Linked DNA regions of Oryctolagus cuniculus: regions 1, 2 and 4 are each linked to region 3. A link is a contact called in public Hi-C and Micro-C data. All regions are on one chromosome and are shown on one strand. Each heading gives the region's core, a stretch centred on a gene start, on an enhancer-like site or on the middle of the called end of the contact. The rest is flanking DNA. Distances are from core to core; before and after follow the strand shown. Region 1 overlaps SPAG6 (sperm associated antigen 6). Region 2 holds the start of LOC127483561 (potassium/sodium hyperpolarization-activated cyclic nucleotide-gated channel 2). Region 3 has its middle 22 kb from the start of SKIDA1. Region 4 holds the start of SPAG6 (sperm associated antigen 6).

The links. A called contact is a pair of places that touch in the nucleus more often than the background predicts.
Region 1: a contact with region 3 is called in a Micro-C map of ear pinna, with 4 times the contacts expected there. The contact joins two enhancer-like sites.
Region 2: a Micro-C map of ear pinna shows a contact between it and region 3, with 5 times the contacts expected there. The contact joins the promoter of LOC127483561 here to the enhancer-like site in region 3. A contact is called at or near these places in 2 of 6 Hi-C or Micro-C datasets (ear pinna and an unstated tissue).
Region 4: a contact with region 3 is called in a Hi-C map of embryonic fibroblasts, with 3 times the contacts expected there. The contact joins the promoter of SPAG6 here to the enhancer-like site in region 3. A contact is called at or near these places in 2 of 6 Hi-C or Micro-C datasets (embryonic fibroblasts and psoas muscle).

Annotation. Positions count from the first base shown.
Region 1 is chr13:48,668,663-48,673,411 of mOryCun1.1, reverse strand. SPAG6 (sperm associated antigen 6) reads right to left here. Exons shown (of 10, transcript XM_051820697.2): 10 at 4,670-4,749. Among named protein-coding and RNA genes, the nearest start is that of SPAG6, 81 kb to the right of the region's middle. Within about 2 kb of position 2,696, at least 3 of the 8 cell types and tissues checked have an H3K27ac peak or open chromatin away from gene starts, as enhancers often do. A contact at or near this core is called in ear pinna, where this site is marked.
Region 2 is chr13:48,558,069-48,563,474 of mOryCun1.1, reverse strand. LOC127483561 (potassium/sodium hyperpolarization-activated cyclic nucleotide-gated channel 2) reads left to right here and starts at 1,428. Exons shown (of 2, transcript XM_051821448.2): 1 at 1,428-1,805; 2 at 1,921-2,790. The coding sequence starts at 1,428. The coding sequence ends at 2,046. It overlaps COMMD3 (COMM domain containing 3), which reads right to left and starts at 1,461. Exons shown (of 8, transcript XM_008268283.4): 1 at 1,229-1,461. The coding sequence starts at 1,367.
Region 3 is chr13:47,803,622-47,808,754 of mOryCun1.1, reverse strand. No RefSeq gene overlaps it. Among named protein-coding and RNA genes, the nearest start is that of SKIDA1, 22 kb to the left of the region's middle. Within about 2 kb of position 2,099, at least 4 of the 8 cell types and tissues checked have an H3K27ac peak or open chromatin away from gene starts, as enhancers often do. A contact at or near this core is called in ear pinna, where this site is marked.
Region 4 is chr13:48,587,682-48,593,124 of mOryCun1.1, reverse strand. SPAG6 (sperm associated antigen 6) reads right to left here and starts at 2,726. Exons shown (of 10, transcript XM_051820697.2): 1 at 2,549-2,726; 2 at 2,355-2,450. The coding sequence starts at 2,573.

The DNA of each region.
Region 1 (4,749 bases), core at 1,447-3,946, 860 kb before region 3:
GCCTGGAAGAGGGGCAACCGGGACAGAATCTGGCGCCCCGACTGGGACTAGAACCCGGTGTGCCGGCGCTGCAAGGCAGAGGATTAGCCTAGTGAGCCGCGGCGCCGGCTCATGTAATATTCTTAATCTAACTTTGTTGAAAACCTGTGTGGAAAATATATCAATCATGAATAAAAGGAGCCCATTTATAAATATTTTATATTGACCCCTCGATCAATCACTGAGGATACACTTGTTCCTAAGCCACAGAAGAAAAAGTGAAATCCATCCTCCAAATAAGCAAATGACTGTCGCTATTATTTTAAAGTAAGGTGCATAACATAAATATATTTTTCTACCATGTTCTCACCATACAAAGCCTTAGAGAGCTATTGGGAATTATGTTAACTTGTTCGTGTCAATTCTTTTCTGGATTGTGACAGCCGGAGTGATGCTTTTGCTTTTTAAAATCCATTCATATATTGCCTAAATTTTTAAAACTGTGATATTTACACAATCAATAAGCCCGCCATTCTTTAAAGTATGATCCCTGACCATGTGCCTGGTTGTAAGGCCTGCCAAGGCCCTTTCAAAGCATAGGAAGTCATACTAGAAAGTAAAATGCCTGAACAAATCCAATTTTGAAAGTCAAAAATCTCTTCGACAACTGGGAAATGCAATAGTTAAGACTGTCATTTGATCTTTTTAATCTCTGGGAAAAAAAAAAAAAACAGAATAGCTACAAATCAATACTTTCTGAACAGGGAATTTTGTGGCAAAATCAGCCAGAGTCTACCTAAGCCTCAACATTTGCTAATGCCAGTCTTCAGGGGCTGGTTATTTGAAACACAACAGAAACATTCCTCCTCCTTTCAAGGTCAGCTTCTAAACACAGCATGGTGGATTGGAGATGGCCTCGCCCAGGAATTTAAGGTCAGGGTTTCTGTTGAGCAGGACCTCAAATCAAATTTTGAAACAAGCAAACCTTTCATCCTTTCTTTAGGGGCAGGGTTTTCTTCGAGAGAAAAGGGTTAGAAAAACAGGTCAGTGTCCTGTAAATACGAGGTTGTCGTCTGTTTTTACATACTAAATTAAGTATGCCTGCTTCATGTTCAGTGTCTTGTGCCTATTTTACTCTCGGTGTCTGGACAAATGAGTTTATATTAGAAAGCTCCATGAGGGCAGGAAATGTAGCTTTTCTTTATCATAAATCATCCGGCTTAAACTCCTCTTATCTAAGAGCTGGGGGCCTGGGGGAGACTGCGCACTTGCGGACCACAGTGTGTCCATCTGTCATTGGCTATCAGATTTCCCATAAGTCACTGATCAGGCTTGTACAGAACAGTTTACAGACTCTTACCTGCTCCACTGCATGGGGTTTTCACAAGCATCCGGTGAGTGAGCGAGCGTGTAGGGTCGCCCCTACTGCGGACCTGGAAGCCGGGTTTTCAGCCTCTCTTTCCAGGAACCGCTGATTCCACTCTTTCCGCAACCTGACTGACATGATAGCAGTTGAGTTCAATCAGTTCTATTCCTGAACACAAAGTACTGAAAAAACAGCTGTTCATCCAGGTTACCGAACCCAACGAGAATGCCCTTTGAAGTAAACTTGGGCGTGGGTAGGGCGCTTGGAGACAGGGGCTGGTCTACACAGAGAATCAGAAAATGACACAGTTCAAACCAGGGGACAGGATATCAGAGATTATAGCCCATGGTAGATGCTGTTTTGGCTGTAGCACAAACGAAATATATTTAAAAAAAAAAAAAACACCTCACAATAGACTTCAAAAAGTAAGGAGTTTTATCTTGCTTAAAGAAACATTGTTAAGGAACGTAGTCATAGCATAAATTTCCAAATTGTATATGATCAAATTACAATACCCATCTGAGCCCTATTAAATATTACATTACTTTCTTAGTTCTGTTTGTCAATTATGAAATGAACTTTCAAGGGGAAAACTTCCAAGCACAAAGTATAACGGCAAAAATATATGGTAAGAAATTCAGCGTCCAATAATATCTAGGTGGGCTTTCACCTATAGAAATTTCTGTCATGGGCAACACGGCTGTCAAAGACACGGTCTTCGAGAAGAAAGAGAAAAACGACTTTATTTCCTCAGATTGGTAAAAGGTTCATAGGCAAACTGGGCAGGCAGGAAGGCAGCAAATTGGAAACAGTTACTCTTTCCTATTCCAGAGCTGAAGAAATCGCGGCGAGGAAACAAAATAGGCCCGAGGAAGTATTAGGAAAATGAAATCTTGAGCCATCCCCGCCTGACTAAGGCCGGAAGAATCGGGCAACGTGGGGATGGCGCAGTTTTTCAGACATAACAAAGCAGTCAGAGACGAACTCCGAAAATGCCACGAAGAAAGGCGTTTGAGAGCAAGAACAACAACAAGGGAGGAGACGGAAAGCTGCACTTGGGAACACCGGGCCCCCGGCGCCTCCTCTTCGGGGAGATGACCCTGAGCACCCCACAGCCCCTAACCAGCCGCGGGACGCCTCTGGCGGGCCACGGGCCCAGGACGCGGCCAAGGCTGTGTTTGGGATGTTACCGAAACCCTCACGGCCCCTTAGTGAGCAGCTTCCCGCCCCGACCCCCGCATCCCCGGAAATGCGGCCGGGCCGAGGGCCGAGCGAGGAGGGGTGGGGGAGCCCGCCTCCGGCCGGCCCTGAGAGCGGCCGGCGGCCTCCCCTCGCTGCACGCCGCGCTGGGCCCGGGGAGCTCAGGGAGGAGAGAGCGCCCACAGCCGCAGGAGGGGAGCCTGGAGCCCGCCTCCCGCGTTCGCCACGGACTGCAGTTTTTTTCACGAGCCCTGTGTGCCTCCCATCAGCTTCCTCTTGGAACTGCTTCCCTTCTGTATTTTTCTGTGTAACTCCCAAGGCCAGTTTTCCTTCTCTGTGCCTGTGAGGAACTGGTCAAAATAACTGAGGGTTGGCCGGCACAGCGGCTCACTAGGCTAATCCTCCGCCTAGCGGCGCCGGCACACCGGGTTCTAGTCCCGGTCGGGGCGCCGGATTCTGTCCCGGTTGCCCCTCTTCCAGGCCAGCCCTCTGCTGTGGCCGGGGAGTGCAGTGGCGGATGGCCCAAGTGCCTGGGCCCTGCACTCCATGGGAGACCAGGAGAAGCACCTGGTTCTTGGCTTCAGATCGGCAGCGCTGGCCGTGGCGACCGTTTGGGGGGTGAACAAACGGAAGGAAGACCTTTCTGTCTCTCTTTCACTGTCTATGTCTCTGTCTCTGTCTCCCTCTCTCTCTTTCTCTCTCACTGTCTAACTCTGACTGGCAAAAAATTTAAAAAATAATAAATAATTAAATAACCGAGGGTTTTCAAACACCATCTCTCATCTAGATCAGGTGGGGGGGGCACGTGTGTGGTTTTTAAAAGAACAATAACAAATGCCTTAAAAACCCTTTAATGCCTTTTTTTTTTGACAGGCAGAGTGGACAGTGAGAGACAGAGAGAAAGGTCTTCCTTTGCCGTTGGTTCACTGTCGCTCCCCATCTTCGTGGAGGAACGACACAGGACCCTGCGCTGTTCTTTTATCTGCTCGGCCCTCCCCGGGTTTGCTGCTGGTTCTTCCCAGGTTGGCTACCGACCCTTCCACCTCCGTGGAAGGGCGGTTCCCCCTGCCACTTTCCCCACTTCCGCGGGGGAGCGGCACACCGCCAGCCGGCTCTCTCGGGGGCTGCTCAGGTGTTCCTTCAGATAGATGTTCCCCTTAGATGTTCCTGGTGCATGTTGTCTCTCTCCTCCTTTATAGTCCTCTTCCGCCAATCCCAACTCTGCTACCCACACGCCGAGTACACTGCTCTCCTCCAATCAGGAGCTGTTTATTGGTTGAACTGGAGGCAGCTGTGTAGAAGCTGTTTTCTCCTCTCCCAGCGCCATATTGTGGGAGAGCAGATGCATAGAATAAGTCTTAATTCCAGTAACTTAGTCTAGTCCGAGTTGCTCCCAGTTGCTCCCCACAGTTCACCCTCCAATGGCTGCCACAGCCGGCGCATCACGCTGATCCGATGGCAGGAGCCAGGTGCTTCTCCTGGTCTCCCATGGGGTGCAGGGCCCAAACACTTGGGCCATCCTCCACTGCACTCCCTGGCCACAGCAGAGAGCTGGCCTGGAAGAGGGGCAACCGGGATAGAATCCGGTGCCCGACTGGGACTAGAATCCGGTGTGCTGGCACCGCAAGGCGGAGGATTAGCCTGTTGAGCCTTGGCGCCGGCCTTTAATGCCTTTTAAAAAAAACCACCTTTAGATAAAATTCTATGCATACAAATGACTATAAATAGCTCTTCATGTATTCAAGTTCGTAATTTTTAAAGTACTGCATATTGGTAGCTTTGGGATCCGCAAGGAGAGAAGGCCTACACTTCAGGGAATGGAGAGGCCCTACCCACACTTCCAGGGACAGAAAGTCCTTGTCAAGGTCCCTGCGGGTGCCTAAAGGTCAACCAATGAGGATCAGACCTGCCTCGACCTTTAACCCTCACACCTTATATCTATAAAAGAAGCTTTCCCACGCCTTATATCTGTAAAAGAAGCTTTCCCAACCTCTGCTGCGCGATTTCCCTGGCTCCTGCTCTGTTGGGACCAGAAACCTCACCCGGGAGCGGAATCCCAATAAAAGCCTGTGAATTAATTGATTCATCTGGCTGGGAAGATTTGTTACGCACCGGACACCTTCCACATATATGCATAAAACTTTATTTAAAGGTATTTTGCATTGAGTAAATCTATTATTTACTTAGATAAAATATTTAGGAAG
Region 2 (5,406 bases), core at 179-2,678, 760 kb before region 3:
TTAATTCGGGTAAAAACCTCTTTTTAGCAAGATAACAAAGAGAATTCAAATAAAAGGAGTGCCAATTCTAAGTAAATGAGATTAGCAACAAAATCAACTTCAAAACAGTAAACATCAATAATTCTGTTATCTGGTTTCAATTATTTTTCCTTAATATTTTTATTATTTCCAAAAGACATTATCACTCCAAAGAAAAAAATAACAGTGGTCCTTCTAACACTGGATAGAATAAATTAAAAGGAACAAGGAAATAGGTATGTTACACAGTATAAATTTCAGAATGAATATTTTTGCTTTAGAAATTATCAATTTTAGGGTATCTGGCTCTGTGGACACACCAAGAAGTGGAAGAGAGGGCATGAGTTCAGAATACAAAATGCAAATTTCAAAATCCTATCAATATTTTCAGGCTTTGATAGCCACGTGATTTTTGAGATGAACCCAGGTGGCGGTTACTATTTTCGTTTAAAGAACTTCCACTTTCAGATGTTTCTGTGCAAGTGTCTAATTCATGTACTACAGAAAAAGGCAAAATCTTGAATTTTAGGGATACTGATATTTAACAAAATTATCTAAAAGCTATCTGTCTTAAAATGCTTTCACTCCGCACTGACATTCACTGACCAGGTCGCTTGAGAGGCTCGCCTCCAGGTAAGGGGTGCGGGACAAAGCACTACGCACCCCACTTTCATGTCTTAGGAGTAGAACCGGGGTACAACACACTGAACTAGAGGGCTGCAGCGATCCTAGCAGCCAGAGGTATTCTCTAGGTTGGAAGTTGTCAACACTATTCGAGCCAGTAATTACTTCGGAAACAGTCCCTTTTAAACGTTTGCCAGCCTAGCCCAAGAAGCCTGAATTGCTGGGAGCGCCCCTGATGAAGTCCAAGTGTCAAAACAGCCGCCAGCTCACACCAGGCTGAAAACCTTAGATGTTTAGGCCACAAACAAGGCTGGAACACGGGCTTTACAAAGGAACAAAGAGACCGGGTGGGAAATCAGGCGAGGAACGTGTGGCTGGCTCTGTGCAGGTGCCAAGTGTGGCCAGAACAATGCTCAGAGTCCGCTCTGGGTCCCAGCAGAGCCACGTCCCCACACTCCGTCCGGAGCGAAGGGCAAAGCCCGGAGACTTCCTCTTCCCGGGGCTCTCCCCCGCTCGCTCGGTCTAGCTCCTCTTCTTGGAGCGCCCCTCCACCCAGGCCGGTCCAGCTCAAAGCCGAGCGGCTTACCTAACACGGCCTCGTCCGCCTGGGCGTCCAGCAGGCTCTGGAACGCCGCCCGGAGGAGAAGCGTGAAGGCGTTGGAGTCGAAGGAGCCGGGATCCGCCAGCATCTGGAAGCCTTTCTGCACATACTCCGAGAGCTCCATTGTGAGCGCGCCGTGACCTTCGACACGCGCACCACGTGACACCCGCCGCGCGCTCAGCTGATGCGGCCGCGCGCGCACGCGGGCCGGGGTGGCGGCGCGGGCTGCGGGGCCTCCCCGGTGACCTCCCGGGCGGCTTCCCGGCCCGCGCCGCCGCCCCGCGCCCCCCGCCGCCGCCGCCCGCCGCCGCTTCCGCCTAGCAGTTCCCTCCGCGGGAGCGGCGGCGGCTCGGCGAGAGGGGCGGCCATGGGCGCATTGTGGACGCGCCGCGCGCTGTCTCCTCCCCTCGGCGCTCGCCGGCTCCGTTCCCGGAGAGACCCCGGGGAAGTGGTGGGAGGTGTCGGGATCCAGGACCCAGTCCCCACCAACCCGCAAACCGAGCCTCCCCGCTGCTCCCTCAGCGCGAAATCCTGCGGGAAACTCCGATTTAAGGCAACTGGGGTGTGTGTGGGGGTGTGTGGGGGGGTGTTAACTAGGTTAACTGCGCAGCACTGCCCTTTCGCCCGAGACTGGAAATCTAGTCATACAATTCTGGTTTATTCTTACCTTTTCTTAGCCGTTTCTGGAATACGGCAGTAGTCCTTACTACGTGGTGTGTGTTTGCACACGCACGCATGCACACAGTGAGCGCGTGAACGCACTCCAGCTCAGCTGTTGGGAGACACTTGACAAGAATGCTTAAAAATCATCTTCTTGATGGATATATTTCATAGGATGCTTAAAAATCATCTATGCCGCTACAAATACTTTTCAAAAGCAAACGGAGATAAAAATTTTGTGCATTGCAGCCGTGGGTCCGGTTTTAATGACTTAATAGAATCTTGATAAATACATTAGATGGCTATCAGTACAGTTGGGAATGGCAGGATCTTTATTAGAAGTGAATTACTGTTTCCAATAGCCATCACTTCAAAGATTCAATAAAGTTTAACTTCCCCTCTTCTACTACGAAGTTGGTTTGGAGAACCAGAAAGATTCTTCAAAACGAAGAAGAAAGAACCCGCGAAGCAAAGTAGATGAGGCATTTTCCAGCAAAAGAACTTGAAAAGTAAAATGTGCGCGTTGTTGAGGGACGGAGGGAAAGGCTATGGACGAGAAAGTTGTTTGGCTCTACAGGAGCGGTGGTTGACTACGTGAGCTCAAGGTGAAGCTTTCTCTGGCGTAATTGACTTATATATATTTGCAAACACGCGTTTTTAACGCATATAGTCAACGTCCAACCTTGCCCCAGCACGCGGAGAGCACCTCGTGTCCTAGTGGGGTGATTAACATCAGGAACAGCTGCAGGAACTTTGCTCCGTCCTGCTCTGGAAGCTTTGAAAGGCGCGTGCACGAGCTCTTCCCGCAGAAGGAACACACACAGCAGCGAGGGGCTCCTGAATCTCCCTGGGGTCTTTTTGAAATAAACACCTATTCATCACGTTCATATTTTCTTCTCATCTCTCATTCTCATTCCCTTGTTTCTCTTCAGTGACAAGTCAGTTGAAAATACCAAGATACCTGATTTACCTAGGGACTGTTTTACAGGAAGAGTTGTGCAAATGTTAAACAATATTAACACCAAAACTCATTATTCTTATTACATATACATATATATTTTATGAACTAGGATAACACTACTAATACTCTAATAGCATTTGAGTTGATTATTCTAATCCTAAAGAATTTACTGTAAAAAAAAGAATGCATTTGTCCATGAGCATAGATTTTTAAATGTTATTTTAAAAGAGGCAAGTGAACACAAGTGGTTGAGTTTGTGTGCATAAAAGTTAGGAAATTCACAAAGATTGTTTCCATAATAGCTGTCACGTTACTCTGGCCCATATGTAAGTACTTTCTCTTGGAGGATGTTTGTCCTCTTCTGCCTAAATATATTCATGTGTTAGGCCCAAGTTATGGGTACATTTCCAGCTCTCACAAAAATTTTAACCACAATGTTTTCTGCTGCTAAAAAAACTAAAATTTCCTACTACAGGTACATTTATTTCAACTCCCTTTGAAGGAAGCACAGGATTAAATATTTGTTTAAATGTAGAACATGTGTGTCTTTGACAAGCTATTGAAATACATAGAAGTATAATCATTAAAAGGCATGACTACCCAGATGTAGATTCCCTTGGTTTCAGCAATAAAACCAATGCTTTTTATATTGTTAGAAAAACTATGAACGTATTCTGAAAAATAGTATTTAAAATTTTTTCTTTGATCAATGAAATAACCATTGGAACTTTCATTAAAAATTTTAATAATTCCACTGAAAGCCAGTAGAGTAAATTTGGCCTCAAAGAGACTTTCAACAGTATAATTATGTGCAGCTGAAATAACTAAATAAATATCAGACATCTTCATGTTCATTATGTATCATAAACTGTAAATATTAAGGCAGAATGCTGATAAATTTGTTTTTCTTTTAGAGAATCTAGAAATTATTTGAAAAACTCAAAAGGATAATTTTTAACAATGTTTTAGAGTTTCTAAATAAATTGTATTTTTTGAACTGGCTAGTTAACTCTTTCTAGAAACCAACTGTGATTACCATTAAAATGGGCTGGGACTTTTACAGAATCTATGTGGTCAGCTTTTCCCAAAGGCCTCATTCCTACATTTGTTAGTTTTATGAATTAAAATCTTTTTTTTATAATGTATAAGTGCTTTCACTTGTGTGGGAAGAAAGCCCAAGGAAGGTATGCCTTTAAGATTAAAGAGTTCCTTGAATATCCATGTGGAGAAAAAAATGAGATATCCATAAGTTTTAACTGGCATGTATACTATGCCAGTCTAAGATAAGGGATGTATTTTATTTCATCCATGAAATAAACTTAAGACAGCTTCGTTTTAAAGAAAAGAAAGTTTAAACATTTTTAAGACTACCTATACTTTAAGAAACCATCCTCTCTACTCCCCCACCCATATTGATTCTTTGATGGTTACTCATCAGTACTTACTGGTGAAAATAGAGCTTTACTACTTTCAAGCTGTTTTAACGATAGTTGGGCAGTTGAGGGAAATGTTTATGAAATGACCTTTGAGAATATGGCCTTTGAGAATATGAGTCAAAAACCATTTCAGTAGTTTATAAAACCTATATGTTCATGCATTTATTTTATTGGATATCTTAGTAAGGCATAAATTAGGTCTTGTAATTTCAATGGTCAAGTTTTTGCACATTCATGATCACAGAGTTCATGGTCTCAAATTGTGTTTCATGTCACCTACATTGTCAGACCCCCAAATTCAAGGGGACAGCAGGGCTTTTATTTTAAAAATTAAACATTGAGTCGAATTCCTGATAATTCCTAAATGGTCATTGTTACAATAACTAATTTAGGCAAATCAAGTCTTCCTCCCCTCACATAGTATGGACTCGTTTGTATATGTGGATTTTAAAATAAAACTCAAATTCATTTCAATGGAGTTAGTGACTTAGTATGTAAGGGAAAGTGAAAGCTAATTACATTAAAGAACCCACAAGATTGAAAGCCAATGATACGGTGCTGTCTAAAAATTCACACTTACACTTTTGCACAACTATTTTGGATTTTTTCCCCTAGAACTTTTATTCAAAACATTTAGATTAAATGGCAAATGGTATAGTTTATATGTAATATTTTCATCATTTAGTATCATTTTAAAAAATTTCATATATTAGGGAAAAATATCAAACATCAAAATACAACAGTAAATTAAATGTTTTGAAAGATCTAATTATCATGCTATCTTAAGTTTCTTAAGAAGATAAATAGCAAAGCATTTCCTAAACTAAGGGCTCTAAAATTAACGTTTGCAAATAAGAAATTCTATAGTCAGCATGTGGGTGAGGAGTATACTCCTGAATTACTGGAGTGAAATTTAGGAACCACCAACAGTGCTGCCATGATTTTGTTAGCTAACTAGCCACAATATGAGAACTGTAAAACTAAGTAGAATTCCTAAGAATAAATTTATAATTTTAATATCAAATCTTTGCATTTAACCAATCTCTAGTTTTAGGGAGATTTTGTACATATCAGAAAAGTCATGTTTTCCCTTTATGCTTCACTGT
Region 3 (5,133 bases), core at 850-3,349:
TTAACATGTAAATTTAACCCAGGCAATTTTGAGAGCTATGGAAAGAGGGAAACTGTTTCAGCAAAGTCTGTTTTTATCAGCAGAAATGTGTGATAATGTGGGCTGTGTTTTAAGGGGGAGGGCAGTCTACGGCAATTTTGCTGCACAAAGATTTTTGATTCTTCAATGGAACTCATCCTCAAATCTGAGAAACTTGAAAAACTAGGAGTCTTAAGTATTGTGTATAAAACCAAGCCAACAGAACCTAGAAAGACAAAGCTGTGGCAGAAGACATATATCATGTCCTCATATTTTTATAGGTAAATCACAGCCAAGGGGAAATGTAACAGGAACACATGAGGACGGAGCAAATATGTTGTATACAGCAGACCAGAAAGAGGTGCTGCGCGGTAGAGCTTCACAATCATGTTTTGAGAGGTAGATTTTTTAATGAGAAGTCTCTGTGTTGGATGGGGACTGAGAGTCATAAGAATTATTTAAGCAGCAAGAAGGAACAAAAATTAATTATTAGGAGCTCAGTAATCACCAAATAAACTCTGGGCTTTGAGGTTAAAAATAGATGACTATCTTCATGTTCAATTATACAGTATCAATTACTAATACAACTGATGCTTCAGCGTCTCAGCGCGACCAGATACCATCTTTTATGGAGATATCTTGGTATTAATTAATGACTTCTTTATTCTCATTATTCACAAGGAAAAATAGGGGTCGTGTCACATTAAAATTAAGATTATCTTAGTTTATCTGGGCTCTTAAACAAAGATCATTCAAGGTAATTATATTTTGAATTAACAGAGGTAGGCAATTTATCTCGGTTTCTTTTTTTTTGTTGTTCAAAGATTGGAAAATAAAGATCAGAAATACGGAAAGTTTCATTTCGAAGATGGAAAGAAGCAAACAAACATGTCTTGACTTTTGCAATATTTCCTTTGCTAAAGGGGGAATGAGGGAACTGTAAAAGACGTGACTTTGCAAAGTCAAGTCCTTTTTAAAAGACTCGGATCGAAATTCTTGCTATGCAACAAGGATTCAAGTTTGATTAATTTTCTGCAAGCGACGTGACAGCGGTGTTTTAAAAGATTAATTAAAATTGAAGTGATACGGAGCAGGAATTCAACCTGCAGAGGCGTCCCTGGCGCCTTGGGGGGCTTTGCAAGCGAGTCCCAAGCCCGAACTGTGGGCTTTCCCGAGCCTGGGACGCAACTCCCGGTCTCCTGGAGAGGAACGCGGAATTTGGCAGAGCGCCCGCCTAGCCGCCTGGCATCCCGAGCTGGCCGCCAGCTCTCGGGGGTGGGGACGGGGTGTGTCCCGGGGAACCCGCTGCCGAGAAAACTGCGAGCGCGGCTGTCGCCAAGACGGAGAGCACAGGGTCACGCCGCAGAGTCTGGACGCGGCTCCAGTCAGCCTCAAGCTGACGGCCTCGGGGCCGCGGCCGCTTCTGGAGGGGTGGGGGCACCTACTTCGTGACCCGGCTTGTGCGGAGCCCCCGCCAGGGCGCGAGCGTGCACTGGTGCCGGATGCGTGGAAGGCGCCCAGCGGAGGCGTACCCGCAACGGCCGAGGACGTGCAGAGCTCCGGGGGGTTGCAGCTGTCAGGGCGCGAGCGTGGGCCTGGCCCGGCAGCCCTGCCCGGTGACCTGGGACTCGGGACCCGAGCCGCCGCCCCGGCCACGTCCTCTCAGCTCCCGGTTCATTTTCCCGCCCCAGCCTCCCCCTCACCCCCCGCTTCACTCCGCGACGCCGCCTTCGTCCGACAGAGAAATTAAGCTGAACACCATTGTAACTGTACTCAAGGAGACACAATCCCCGGAGCCCTCGGGGTCGCGCGCGGCGCAGAGGCGACGCGGGTGGCGCCGCAGAGGGTGGGGTGGGCGAACACGGGGGCGTTCGTTCGCAATTAGCCTCCCTAGGGCGCGAGTGCCGCGTCCTCTTCCCTCCGGGAGCGGGGTCTGGAGGCCGAACGGTGCGAGCCCGGCCGGCGGGGCCGCGCGCCCCGGGCCACGCAGCTACTCGGCGTGGGCGAAGGCCGGGGCGGCCATCCCTCCGGGGGGCTGCCCCTCCGGCGTGCGGCGGCGCCGGGAAAGCCCTTCCTCCGTGGCCCGGTCCCAGGGGTCGGGGCCTAGAAGGGTCCCTGGGGGAATTCTCCGGGCCGGGAAGACCAGGGGCCCGCTCCTTCCCCTCGCATCTGTCTCCCCAACCCCCTTCCAGGAGACCTCGGAGGTGGCGGCTGAGTGGGAAGGGCGGCGGGAATGCGGCCGCTGCAGGCTCGCGAGCTGGGGCGTCCGGGCGAGAAAGGAAGCGCGAGGACGCGCGCGAAGGAGCCGTGGAGCGCGGGGCGCCGCCGGGGAGGGCTGGGATGGGAGGTGGCTGCCCCGGCCTCTCCGAGGGGAGCAAGGGGAACCTCTTCCCCGGGGAATCCCCACCCGGCAGCTCCCAACCTCGAGAACAAAGGGTCTGGGAAGCACGGCCGGGGTCGGGGAGCGGAGGTGGTGGGAGGCAGGAAGGCAGGCGGTGGGGGCAGGGAAGGGCGCCTCCCCACGTTTCCTCTCGCTGCGGAATGATGGAAAGCTCCCTGCAGCACACGCCTCACTGAGGCCGCTTCCAAATCCGGGAGGGCTCGGGTTCCTTACCTAACGGCTGCACTCGCGCCCTTCCTCCCACAGCGTCCCCACCCCCTCCGGGGACCGCAGCCCAGAGCTGCGAAGCCGGTGGCGCGCGGCGTTGCGGGCAGAACCGCGGGGCAGCAGCGCCCCCTGCAGGCTCGGGGCGCCTCCCCAGACACCGCGCCGCGCTGACTCGTGAGGTGGAACCCCCGCCCCGCGCATTGCTCTCCTGGTCAGCAGCCCGCGCTGCCGGCGGTGTTAAGTCTTCCTGGAGAAGGGGACCGGACCGTCCAGGGCTGTCGGAATCCGCTGCTCTCGGCGGCTTCCTCGATCCCTTGCCCGTGTCACCTGCAGGACCTCGTCGGCGGGTGCCCTGCTGTCCCTCTCAGCAGTCCTTACTGCTAATTCCCTGCGGGTCTAGGAGCCTGCGTTAAGTCCCGCGTCAGGGCGCAAAGAGTAAAAGGCGTTTCTTCAACCCTAGAGAAAACTAATTTTCGTTTATTAAAAGGCAGAAGGCCAGCGGGGAAGAACAGTCAAGGGTTGCCGTGACCGCAGGTCTTTGGGATCCAGGTGTTCAGGATAGGACTGGGGTGGGGGTGGGGGGTCTGGGAAGCTCCTTCGGCGCCCATACTCGGCAAACTCACTGGCAGGTGCGGTGCTAGAGAGCGGGCAGGAGCGCCGGCGCACAGAGGACCCTGGCCTTGCGCCCGCCGGCGACCCCGGCGTCAGCCCACTCTTTGAGAGACTTCGCTGATTTGGCGAGAACAGGAATTGGGAGAAGATCGAAGCGCAGTTTTGCTTTCTTATTTTTCTTTGACTAAATGGCATATGCATGTGAATTCTCGGTCTGTAGGAAGTAAGTCTCCTCAGCCAAGTCCTGCTTACTGGGGAAAATCTAGAGCCCTGAGCAAGAAGCGAACCGGCCAATCCAGGTGCCGGTGCCACCCCCAGAGAACAATCTTCCTTAGCTCTTCCCTCTCCTCCCTGTCCAGCCACAGGCTGCCCCAGGACTCCTGCACGACCAGGGCCTGAGCTGTGGAGGAGAGCGCGGGTGCCCAGGAACAGGAGAAAGGAGGCAAACTGCGGGCCCGGGCGCGCTGTTCCCGGGTACCGTGGGAACCTCTCTCCTCTCTCCCGCCCCGGGGCGCGCAGCTCGGCTCCGCCCCGCCTGGCCCAGGCTGAGCGGAACCGCGAAGTGGAGCCCGCGGGGAAGCTCGCCTGGGCAGGTGCCGCGGGGTCAGACCCGCCCCAGGGGTTGCAAACCGCAAGCGAAAGTCGAGAGGGGCTGGCGCTTTCCATCTAATCCGTTTTACACTGTGAAAACCGCAGACTTGTCGCCTCGGCGGCCACTTTTTAATTGGGAAGCAAACAGACGGAAAACCAAAACAAACGCGTGAGCAGACTTTCTCTTTCTCTCCCTGGCTTTTTTTTTTTTTTTTTTTTTTTTTTTTTTTAAACAAAAAGCCGGCTTTCTAGTAAAGAGTGAAACCTGACGGCGCGCCAGATCGCTCGCTCGCTTCGGGGCGGGGACTGGGGCGCGCAGCCGGTGCGGCGGCGCCCCCAGCGCCGGGGGTCGCCCTGACAGTGCGGCTGTAGCTGCGCTCTTCCCCGAGCACCGTGTACGTGGCTGGTGTCCCGCTCCCCAACTCGTGCTTTCTGCAGACCCCATCCCGAATTTTTTTTCCCGTTCGGACTGAAGGGTGCTTGGGGGTTGGGGTCCCCAGGCGTGGAGTTCTGGCAGATCCGGGATTCTCCGGCGCGGCGAGGGTGGGGGTGTGGTCGAGAGATCTCCAGGCCGAGCGGAGGGAACCCTAGGAGAAGCTTTTCTAACCGGGTTTTCCCTTGGGGGAAAAGCGGAAGTTGCTGGGCTCACCGCAGACTGACCTGGTGCCCAGGCTCGTGGGGAGCCTTGGCGAGGCCGGGAGAGCGGCGAGGGGTGGGGATCGCTGGGGTCAGGTGGGCCGAGTCCTGGGATAGCCCTGATGTTTGAAGGGTCGTAAGTGGAAAATTATATTTAGTTCAACTTGCAGTCATGGAGATCGAGGGAAGGAAGGCGTTCTTTAAAAACAAAACCTAAAGACTGCGTGGTCAGTTTGTGGAGAGGGAAGGCGTTCCTTCTTTGTTCTTCCAGAGCCCAAGCACGTTGTTTCAACGTGTGAACGTGCAGAAGCAGTCTTGGGAGCGTGTTTACGCGATCGAGAGCTCCGGCGCACCAGCTCACTGTCCCAGCACTGTGCTGGGTTGGGTACCGTTTTCAGAGTGTTCTTTCTCGTCCAGCCCCTGTTTGAAGCTCAACTCGGTTTGATTAAAGCAGATTTGAAATAAAAGTTTGGGAAGAGAAAATGTGCGTCTACGTTTGAAAGTACGTGCGCGTGTAGCAGGGTTTCTATTCCCTGCAGTCTTCCTTCTAAAAGACAAGAGATACTGGTAAATTACACACGATGGCTGATTTTCCCCCTACAATTGCACGGTCACCGGAGAGGAGTCTTGAATTCTCTCTCCGCTTCCCATTGATAAATCCCGGAAGA
Region 4 (5,443 bases), core at 1,477-3,976, 780 kb before region 3:
TCTTAGCAAGGGAATTATTGCTTTGATCATGATGTCTAGATGGAAAATACTTTTCACATTATCTTAAATCTATGATATGCATTTACTTACACAGTAAATGGAGCAGGTGGGGAAGAAGAAACAATAAGTCAAGAGTTCAGGGCTTTTGTATTGTATGCTAACAAAATGAGGACACTTACCAGAAAAAAGCTGAAGTCCATGGTAAATTTTAAAAAAGAATAAGCCAATTGAATGGTTATAAGTTAATGACTATTAGTAAAGAAAAGTCTTCATAACAAAGCTTACAGGTTGCTTTTTAATTAAAAGGAAAAATATAGTGGAATATTCAATTCAAGGATATTATATTAAAAATTACTAAAGGAACGCTTGAATTGAGCCTAGATACTATAAAATAAATTAAGTTATTCAGGAAAAGGAAAATCTTAGCATGCATTAAGATAGCAGTCAGAGTGCAAATAATTTTAAAACAGTCATATTCATTTTGCATTTCATTCTTTCATAAGCCAGAATATAAGTGTAAAATGTCATCAGTAATTTAAACTATTATGATCACTTAGCCTTAAATTCCATGGTATACTCTACATTGTATTCTCATGGAAAAGGTAACCTGCCCCTATTCTGCTAAAACTGGTACTCCTATATCATAAGTGTTGTGTATACTTCAATATTTCTGCATTAAAATTTTGAAATATCAATTATTTTACCATTTAAAAAATAAGGTTTCAATTTGTCATTATACATATTGCCCAGAAAGCTAATGTTTGTGTGTATTGACAAAGGCCATTGAGTAGGACTCAGGGAAAACATTTAAATATTAACTGCATTTTAAAAATGTGATGTGCTCTAATAAATCTAACCTGTATATCTGAAACACTGTGAGGCCAGTACTCTCTGTACATACCACACATTTACAGGGGGGGGGGGGGGAGGAGAGAATTCATCCACAAGAAACAATTACAGAATAAAATGATCAATTTTGAATTGACATTTTAGAAATAGAGAACAGCCAGGCTTGGGGACAGCAGGTGGGTGTGGTTATAAAAGGACAGTACAAGGGCTCCTTGTGATGATGAAAGTGTGCTGCCTCTTGACTGTGGAGGGAGTGAAACATGTGGCATAAAATTGTGTTGGACAAAACAAGCACAAAGCTGCAGGGAAACCTACATAAGACCCATGAGTTTTTATTAATAGCATCCCAGCTGTGATATTATCCAACACTTTTGCAAGCTGTCACTGCTGGGGGTAGGGGGGACACTGAATAAAGAGTACCTGGGATCCCTCTGTATTATTTCTTACAACTGCTTGTGAATCTACAGTTATGTCCAACTGCAAACTGGAAAGCTTTTTTAGAGGCTATAAAATACACTTTCTCCTCGCTAAACATCCCCACTCACACATACACCAGTGAAAACACTGGAGAAATAAACACCAAAACCCCAGTGACGAAAGAAATTACCACATAAGAACAGTCGAAATTCCCCTCAAAAAAAAAAAAAAGTAAATATAGTAAACATCCTCTTCAAATATTCTTGCACTGTCAATATTCTTAATTTTATTTTCTGTGTTAATCTAAATTAGTTTTAAACACGACACTCTGTAAACTGAAGGCTTCTTATGACAGAGCAGTAATAAAATGCTACCTTACAGTTCAGACGGTATCAGAATCATCCTTAATCAAACAAAGAAAACCATTATTGTCTCTGTCCGTTTATGTTCACAGATAAGAAAATCCCTTTCTCTTCTCCAAGAGTTCGGACTGAAGAGTGGAGTGAGAGTTACCATAAGGATTTAGGCAAAGCCAGGTTTTTAACTACTTTTAAATTTCTTGGAAAAGATTCAAGCATATCCTTCTTCCATTAATGCAAGACGAGAAATAGTGTGCAAAACACTCTGGAATTCCTTTGCTGTGAAGAATTCAAAAGGTGATCAAAGGCAGGGTGACGCGCACTGGCACCCGGATAAAATGGGTCTGATTAGGGTAGATTCTCATTTACGTAAAATGACTTCCAGGCAATTCGTGCAGCCTTGACTTTCAACCTGACACTCGCCAGACTTCAGTGAAGATGGAAATCGGGAACACTGGGCCCCTCTCACCAGTCTGGGGGCTTCATCCCTATGATTCCGCCTTTGCGGGTTGGAGGGGGGTGAGGAACTTAAGTCGCGGTCCTCGCGTCCCCATCCCGCGGCTCCCGCAAAAGCTCAGCCTGCGGGGGAGCCGGACGGCCGGAAGCGGGGACAAGGTGGAGCTTTGGGAACGCGGGGGAGGCGAGGCCAGAGGCGCAGGGGGTGCCCGGGGTCCAAAGGGCCAGGCGAGGCTGGGACACCGAGCCGTGGGGATCAGGGCGAGAGCTCACCCGCGTTCTGCAGGATCTCGATGTTCTGCGGTTTGTTCGCCAGCTCCGCTACCATCTGCACGAACTGGACGCGGGCTTTCTGGTACTGCTCGAACACTGCAGAAGAGAGACCCTGTGGAGCGGCGGGGGCGCCGTGGCCCGCCGCCCGCCACTCGCCGCCCGCCCGTCGGGGCACTGCTCGCCCCCGGCCCTACCGTTAAACACTTGCCGCTGGCTCATGGCTCTCGCCGCGGCCTGGGACCCCTCTGAGCCCAGGTGTCGTGGGAATCCGCGGAAGGCGCGGCCGCGGCGGCGCCTGTGCCGCCGACGGGGTCCGTTTCTGCCGTTTCTGTGTACACTCGGCGCCCGCGCAACCGACGGGATCGCAAACCGGCCGTCTCATGGCAACGGGCAGTCCCGGGCCTGACGTCACGGCCGCGGTGTCCCAGCGCCCGCGCAGGGCGGCGAGAACCCGGCCAGCCCCGGGGGAACTCCGTCCTCAGGGGCCGCCCGGGCGAGCGCCCACCCCGCCCAACCACCGCGGGAACCATGCACCTGCCCGAGCCGCTGCCCCTCCGGGCTGGCGAGTGGTACAGTTGTCCACAAGGAGTGCAGGGTTTTGCGCACACCGACCCCAGCCGGCGTGGCTTCCCGACTGCACCGAGGGCCGGGCCGGGCGCGGGGAGAGCCCCAAGTGCGGACAGAGCCTGGGTGAAGGGCGAGCGGTGCGAAAAGCAAACCGCAGCAGCCGAGCTGTCCGAGCGCCGACGGCCCAGCGGAATCTCGCACGTGACGCGTGTGATCCCACGGGTGCATTGTTGCTGAAGCGTGGCGTTTCTGGTGTGCGTACACCCTGGAAGCAGAGCAAGACACAGTATGGCACATGCTCTGCGTTGCATGGCTTTTTCCCAAGTACCGCTAGTTTGCTGTCTCCTCACTTTCATGTGATTTGAAGACACACTTTGTATTTGTCTTTAAGTTTAGCCTTCATTTAGGTAGCTGAATGCCATTTGCAGAAGAGAGAATCTTCACCTGGGAAGCCACTTTTCCCTAGCTTATGTAACAACTCAGTTTCTTATAGCAAAATGGAAGTAGGTAGTCTATCACTGGTTTCTAGCTCGTCTTTGAAAGCCGTATTCCGACTGTTCCAATGGCAAATGTCAACGTCAGTGATTCACCAGCAATGGAGCGGGTACCTAAGTCACAGCTGTGGCTTGGCAGGACCAGCACAGGAAACTCCTGGGTATCTTCTTCAAGAGAAGACAGCATGCAAACCTGGCTGGCTGTCATATTTGGAGTGATTCTCTGTAGTAATCTTAGGTCTCACCTTAATGCTCACGAGATCTCTGATGAAGCCCTGATCCCTCGTGGGTCTCAGAACAGTTGGGGAAGGAGTCAGCAATCAGGAAGCAGAGTAAGTGTATGTAGACAGGTTTCTTATACCCCCCAGGGCAAGGTACCTGTCTTTGGCTTCTGTAGTTCAGAAGCCAGTGAAAAAGCCAAAATGTACCAAACTTTAAACCTAAGGTTCACAGTGATCACATTTTCCCCAGGGAACAGGTCCTGTCAAGTGTTTGTATGTTCCCATTTAGAGAAGTAGGGGAAAACAGAGTGAGGAAATTACTAAGATTGCAAGTAAACCATGGCTATTTGTTTCAGCTCCTTGTTTGCACCATGAGAAGAAAATCCCCTCAACACTACAAGGTTCATATTTGATTTCAGTCCTTAAATAACTCAAAAGTCTAAGCTCCTACATCTGTCATTTCTAGCAATTGTCTTACTATATATTTCCTACTTTAAAAGTGTTAAGAGCTCAGTGGTGGGCATAGAGGTGGGGGTCTAAACCTACAGACATCAAACAGTCCACATAGGGAATGCTACAAACTTTGGAAAGTTCAAATGGTATGTTAATTATTTTAAAATACAGAATCTCAGTATTTGTTACTAACAGTGTCTGTGAGTTGAATTCAACAATGTCTGTGAGTTGAATTCTATTATTGTTCCTGAGGAAAAACACAATATAGGACATTTACTTTATTTCACATCTAAAATGGAAATATTTAAAAAGCTAATCTCTGCTCTTTATTCTAGCTTTCTTTAAAAAGCCTTCAAAGTTTATTGGGAAATGTAATATGGAATGATCATGATATACATAAGTGAAATTACTAGTAATTCAAATATAAAATATGGTAATCATTACCTTTACTGACAAGAAAACCAGTCCAAATTTTCTGATACATTTTTCAACTTACTAACTTGAAACAAAATAGTACTGTTTTACTAAATTAATTGAATACCCCAAGATCTCACACACACACCCCTAAGCTAATAGTTAACCAGTGAAAAAACTATTCAAAAGGATACTTCAGGGTTGTTTTTTTTTTAAGTGTTATTAAACTCATGACTGTAAGTGCCAGCCTATTTGGAGATCTACAATGTATTTGACACTTGAAACAATACATTTGACTGACATGAAATATCTGAACAACTTGCAAAAGTGTTTCCATGAAATGCTTACTTGGAAGTTTGGGGCTCCTTTTGTAAAAAGCTATAGTGTATTACTTCAGAATAATTGTTCACTTAATTCCTTCTTTACTTTTGCAAAAGTCTGCAAACACAAGCCAATTTTTAAGTCTTCTGTTTTTCTTTACAGATCTCCTTTGCTACATGTACTTTTTAAAAATTTTTAAAAAGCTTTGCTAACTTCAGTATACATATTTTTTCCCCAACTGTTGGCTGAATTTTAAAAGTTAAAGTGTAATATATGCTAAGTAGGTGTTAACAGCTATACTTCAAAAACTGCTATTAAGGTGAATCAAGGCAAATACATATTAAACACCAATGTGCTAAACATGTTGTTAATGAGATTGTGTCTAGTAAGAGACGGACATCTACTTACTCTACTGGCATATACTGCAGCCTGTGCTAACTCAATCAGCAAGCATCTACTAGTCACTGTTTTAAGGGCTGTAATAGCTTGAGGCGCTGTAAGTGCTTAGGGAGCAAAATGGGGTTTAGGGTAAAGTAGGTGCCATGGTGAGATTATCTAAAACATTTAAGTAATAAAAGGCTTGTTTGTAATAAAAATCAGTTGAGTTTTATCTGATAGT